2 separate regions of the Capra hircus genome follow, and region 1 is linked to region 2. Evidence: chromatin contacts called from public Hi-C data. All regions are on one chromosome and are shown on one strand. The core of a region is the stretch at or near the end of the contact, and the rest is flanking DNA. Distances in the headings are between cores, read along the strand shown. Region 1 overlaps DENND2A (DENN domain-containing protein 2A). Region 2 holds the start of ADCK2.

Region 1 (2,923 bases), core at 385-2,884, 110 kb after region 2:
TCTCTTGTCAACAGGTCTATTTGAGGTCCGAGCCCAGGAGTACCTGGAAACACTCCCCAGCGGAGAACACAGCGGTGTCAACAAGTTCCTGAAGGGACTAGGTGAGGCCCAGGGGTCTGGGTTCCCGGCAGCAGCCCCCGGGGCCACGGGGTCTTGGCCAGTTTCTGCCACTGGGGCCGGGCTCATGACGCTGACCTCTGAGGCCCCACTGGGCCCAGTTGGCATCTTACCACCCTCCTGTCCTGCCCTGTCCCCGGAGCGGAAGCTAAGGACACACGGCCCTCTCCCTACCCTCCTGGGCCCTGACGGCATTGCTCTTCTTTCAGTCTTACCTCCCACAGCTTCAGTCTTTTGGGGAGTGGGGCTTAGAAATATGATGAATGGAACCAGAGAAGGGGGCCTGGAGGTAGAGACCTGGGCCAGTCTCCAGATGATGCTGAATAGTGGAAATGTAAAAATTTCAGTAAGGACTGCAGTTTAACCAGGCAAAAAAGGCCCTTACTAGGAAATGGAGGAGGAGAAGAAAGCAAAAAGCATGAGAGAGGGAGGGAGCAAGCCCCAGTGAGGAAGAGCTGCGGTGAGGCCGGCCCCGCTTAGAGCCTCACCCGGGGGGCTGGTGCCTGGGAAGGGACCACCGACCTCCTGCAAGGCTGGGCCTGCGTTTGTCCCCCTCAGGGCTCCCAGGGAGGCGTGACAGTCCGTGCTTCCTGTGTCATCATTTCAGAAGCAACTGACAGCCTGCAGCTCTGACAGTCTTCCCTTCAAAAGATCCCTGTTCACAGGGGAGGCGCATGAGGAGAGCAGGGGGCACGCAGGCAGGGGGATCCCCCCCAACTTCTCCTGGGCCCTGGGGTGAAGCTCGGGGGCGGTGTGGGAGCCCCAGCTGTCCACACCACAGCTGGTGTGAAAAGGGCAGGATTTTAACTCGGCTCCTCTGTCTGCCTGGTGCAATGTTCTCGTTTTCTTTTTTAGGCAATAAAATGAAGTTTCTCCACAAGAAATAGCCCTCAACCCAGAATCCAGGGAAAACTTCCTCCCAGGGCAACCACGTCTTAAAAACAGTCCTGGCAGTCTTCCTGAGAAGCCGGTCCTTGGTTGTCCCAGGTGCTGGGATGAAGGCCTGGATGGTTTCCGCCCACCCCTGGGGTGTCCTCAGGGACAGGACCCCAGAGCTGCGGGCAGGCAGCTTCTTCAGAACAGCATTGGACATGGGACCTGGGACCAGGCACGTTCAGAGGGATTGTTTTGGTTTGTTGGATTCGGGGCGTTTGTTTATTTTTTTTTAATCTTAGATATTAAAAAAGAAGAAGAAGAAACGTGTTTGGGTTTTCTTTTTATTACGCCAAGGCTAAGACAGCTGTCGTGTCCTGTGTCATGAACCTTTCCTGGGTTCATCCTGCCTGGTAGCTCATGCTGGAGCCAAGGGGAGGAGACTGGGAAGGAGCTGCCCCCAGGGACTTGGAACCGAGATGCTCCCCGGGGCAGAACTGGGGACAGATTGGGGGGTCAAGGGAGAGACACCGTGGCAACACCCGCGGGCACTGCAGACCCCACGCCGCGGGTGTCAGGGCGGGAGTCCTCTCTGGGAAGGGATTGCAGGGAGTGGAGTGCGGTCTGTGCTGGAAAGGAGGACGGGACAGCAGCAGGATCTGGTTTCCTGGGTTGAACAGCTCTTTCAGCCCGGCCGGTGACGCCACCTGCTGGCCGAGCCCGCTTGTCGTCACGTCACCAACGCCTGTGGTCCCAAATGGTCCTGATTCTCCTGGACGGCCTCTTTTCCCTCAGAGGCTGCAGAGCGCGCCCCTGCCCGGGATTCCACCACTTCTACAGGTATACACAAAAAGAGGCTCTCTCTTCGTAAGATGTTAATAAAATATTCTTAGGGCCCTAAAGTTTATGATGCTGCTCACCTTAAAGTCCGCAACCCACGGCCATTCCTATTTTACTGCAGATTTTCTCATCTCGTGTAGGGCCCAGAACAGCATGTGTAGTCGTACACGCCACACATGTAGGATGAATGGAGGGGCTTCTGTTGTCATCAAGAAGCAGCATCAACGTTGGGTACATACATGATCGAATGAACTTACAAAAGGGAAAGAGACTCACAGACTTAGAGACCGAACCTATGGTTGCTGGGAGAGGTGGGGGAGAGATTGGGGGGAAGGGACAGTTAGGGAGCTGGAGACAGACGTGTACACACTGCTATATTTAAAGTGGATAACCAAGAAGGCCCTACTGTACGGCACAGAGAACGCTGCTCAGTGTTATGTGGCAGCCTGGGTGGAGGGGAGTTTGGGGGAGAATGGCTGCGTGTTTATGCATGGCTGAGTCCTTTCACTGTTCACCTGAAGCTATCATGTCTTTGTTAATCGGCTATACCCCAACACAAAATAAAAAGTGAGAAAAAAAGGAGCATCAAAACTTTTTACAGCGAGGGGAGGAAGCAGGAGGCGTGGGAGAAGGCTGCACTCCAGGGGGCGCCATCCTGCCCCAGTGGGAAGAGAGCCTTGGGCAACACAGGCACGCTCTCAAAGCAGGCCTCGGGCCTCCCCCGCCGGCAACCCACTGCCTAGTAACCCACCAGGCGGGTTCCCTCTGGGTGGCACCAGGAACCCTACGAAAACACGCAAAAGGAGTGTGCTCTGACCCTGGCAATGACCCTGGGGCCTGGGCTGCCCGGCAGAGGTTCTTGACCTTTAAGGAGATGGGAGCAAAGAGTCTTCCGAGAAAAGGACAAGAGGAAAATGAGGAGAGGTCAACCTTTCACCCCGTACTAGGGGTTCTTAGCTAAAGTCATGGTCCACCAAATTGTATCCAAGATTTGGTGTGTCCATTCGTTTTGGGGGCAAGAATCCATAGTTTACATCAGATCTGAAAGGGTCCAAGGCCCCCCAAAAGGATAGGAACATAACAATTACCTAGG
Region 2 (2,733 bases), core at 148-2,647:
GTTCTCCTGGGGGTGTTCGGATCAGGGATGGAAAGGTGTGGAGAGGAGAGATGATGGAGCCGGGCAGGGGTAACTGGAAATGAACCGAGAAGGAAGCTGATGTAAAAATGAACGCTGCCCTCTTGGACTTGCCACAGTAACACCTAACCTAGTCTGTCTTCCATTTATCCTGACCCCAGAGCCAAGAGGTCAGCTGGATGGATGATGGGTCCTCCCCCCGCAGAGACAGCCAACTCCACAGCCTCTTCATCTTCCTTTTTCAGGCCATTCGCATCACTCTCCTTCAAGCCAAGAAATCAAACAGCTTGTGTGTCACAGGTACTCAGATAATGGTCAAGGTGAAAGAAATCAACGGAAGGCACCGTGGGGTAATTTGCAAAGGGTTGTATCCTGACCTGGGTAGCCCCATGGAGTTGGTGAGGTTTTAGAGATGGGAGGCCTGGCTGCAAACATCAGAACACTTACTTTCACGGCCACGGGGACGAGGTGATCTGGCTCCTGTTCATGGGCGGTCCCTGAAGCCTGAGACAAGGATGCATTGGATCCAACCAGGTCCGCTTTAGGGAAGAGCAGCCTTTCTACAAACGACTGGTCGGCAAGACTCTCTTGAGGCCTCCCCGCCTTCTCCAGGCGTCCAGAGAGCTCGCCCAGCCCCCCAGCTGCCCCAGTTTCCGAGGAGAGCTGCAGTCTGGAGGCCGTAGCCAGTCTCTGGATGCTGTCGTTCTCCAGGAAGGCAGGATTGGCTCGCGCTTTGTACACTTGGGCCACGCAGCCGGAACCCACTGGCTCCTGCTTCTCAAAGAAGAGGACCCTCTCCCAATCCTCCCCAAAGGCCTGGCGCAGGAAGTGTTCGGTGTGAGTCCAAGGATGGGGCGACACCTGGACGTGCAGCCTGGAGAACTGGGCGCAGAACGCCTCTGAGAAGAGATCCCGCCGAGTGCTGGCCCATTGGCCCAGCTTGATGTAGGTGGGGCCCGAGGTCTCGGTGGCTTTCAGAAGCAGGTGGAGCCAGAGACTGGAGACACTGGGAGCCAGATAGGTGAGGGGGTAGAGCAGGAGGAGGGGGAAGAATTTCACCAAGAGAGCCCCTGCTCTGAGCCAGATGCGCACGTGCAGGAGGAGCCAGCCCAGCCGCCCCTCCGTAGGGACTCTTTCCAGCGGCCCATTTTCAGCCAGGTCACTCCAACTGGTGGTCTGTCGACGTACGCTCTCCGGAGCCCCCTTGCCAATGTCCTCACAGGTGGAGACGAGTTTGGGCAAAGTGCCAAGCAGAAGCCAACAGAGTCTAGCCTTGCGACAGCCCCCAGAGGGTCTCAGAAGGCCGAGTTCCTTTCTGAGCGCAAAACCTCTCAAGTGCGCCAAGCAGACCCTGAGAGAGAAGCGCCAGGGGGTCACCATCCTCTCCCAGAGGTCACGGCCTCGGCTGCCTGCCTCCACTTAAGGAGGGCCCATCTATGTTCCTTCTTTCCGCAAGGATGACATGAGTCCGGGCCTCCGCTGAGTATTCCGTTTAACAGCGGGGCAGCAGCGAGATGAAGGGGGCGCGCAGACCTGGCCGCCCGTGTGCAGTCCTCAGGACAGGGACGTGACCTGCGCGAGGTGGCCGCGCGGGCGGAGACGGAGCCGGGCGACCGCAGGGTCACCGCGCACGCCCGCCGGCGCCAGAGTGCACCCGCCGAGGGCCAGGACGCAGCAGGGCTGCGCGGAGAGGGGCGCGAGGGGCACCGATCGGAGGGCCGCGGTGCGGAGAGCCTGATGGGGGTCAGGAAGAACCAGATAAGGCGAGGGGTGGAGAGCTGGGGCCGGGGGCGGGGGCAGCGCGATGGTCGAGGACCAGGGCAGCGAGCGCGCGGTGGGGAGGAGTCGGGTGGGGGCTCCAGAGAGCCGAGGTCCCAAGGGCACTGGAGGTCTGGGCGCCAGGGGCGGGGAAGGGGAGCGGAGGGTCACGGAGCGGAGTACCGGAGATCGGGACCCAGAGGGGCCGGGGGTCCGAGGACCGGGGATCCGGACCCGGGGGGGCCGGGGAGCAGGGATCCCGAAGCCCAGGCCGCGCGAAGCGCGTCTTCCGGGACCGCCCGCCCGCCGGCTCGGGAACCGCCCCTTTAAAGCGAACGCGACCCAGACTCCGGCAGAGATTCACCCGGCCCTCGGGTCCTGGGGTCCCACAAATAGAATTAACGCCAAAGGCGCCCTCCACACCCGGTCTCTCCACTGTGCCTCTGTCTCTCCAATGACATTGTAGCTTTCCTTACAAAGAGCGTGGAAACGCTGGAATGCCGGGGATATTGATAGCCGGTTCCTGAACACAGGTCTGGTTTTCAACTGAGCGGGACCGGGAGGGTGGTGGGAGGAGCTGGGTGGGGGGTGTTGTCCTTGGACAGCGAGATTCCCAGGCTGCCCTGATTTGGGGAACGTGTTTGAACCCGGGGCTGTGGCTCCGGAAAGAGTGATCATTCATTCAACCAAGTCTATATTTCTTAAACTCCATCTAATATTTATCGAGGCTCAATAATATCTACCGTGCGAGGTCCTGGGAACATGGAAACACACATCCTGACCTTGCAGGCTCATCACTTTTGAGGAAGATCTCACCATGAAAGAAGGGAACAATGGGGACGATGCCCTGCGGGGCTCCTGGACATGAAGGTCTCTTTGTCCCCCATTTCTTGTAGGCAAGACTCCAGCCTCCATGACCTTCTCTGAGTCCCAAAGGGCAGAACAGTTGCTAATCAA

The links. A called contact is a pair of places that touch in the nucleus more often than the background predicts.
Region 1: a contact with region 2 is called in a Hi-C map of blood, with 2.1 times the contacts expected there. The contact joins the enhancer-like site here to the promoter of ADCK2 in region 2. A contact is called at or near these places in 3 of 5 Hi-C or Micro-C datasets (all in blood).

Annotation. Positions count from the first base shown.
Region 1 is chr4:16,534,942-16,537,864 of ARS1.2, forward strand. It overlaps DENND2A (DENN domain-containing protein 2A), which reads left to right. Exons shown (of 19, transcript XM_018046863.1): 18 at 15-101; 19 at 973-1,316. The coding sequence ends at 1,004. Among named protein-coding and RNA genes, the nearest start is that of MKRN1, 39 kb to the right of the region's middle. Within about 2 kb of position 1,635, at least 3 of the 5 cell types and tissues checked have an H3K27ac peak or open chromatin away from gene starts, as enhancers often do.
Region 2 is chr4:16,421,527-16,424,259 of ARS1.2, forward strand. It overlaps ADCK2, which reads right to left and starts at 1,398. Exons shown (of 8, transcript XM_005679526.3): 1 at 466-1,398. The coding sequence starts at 1,398.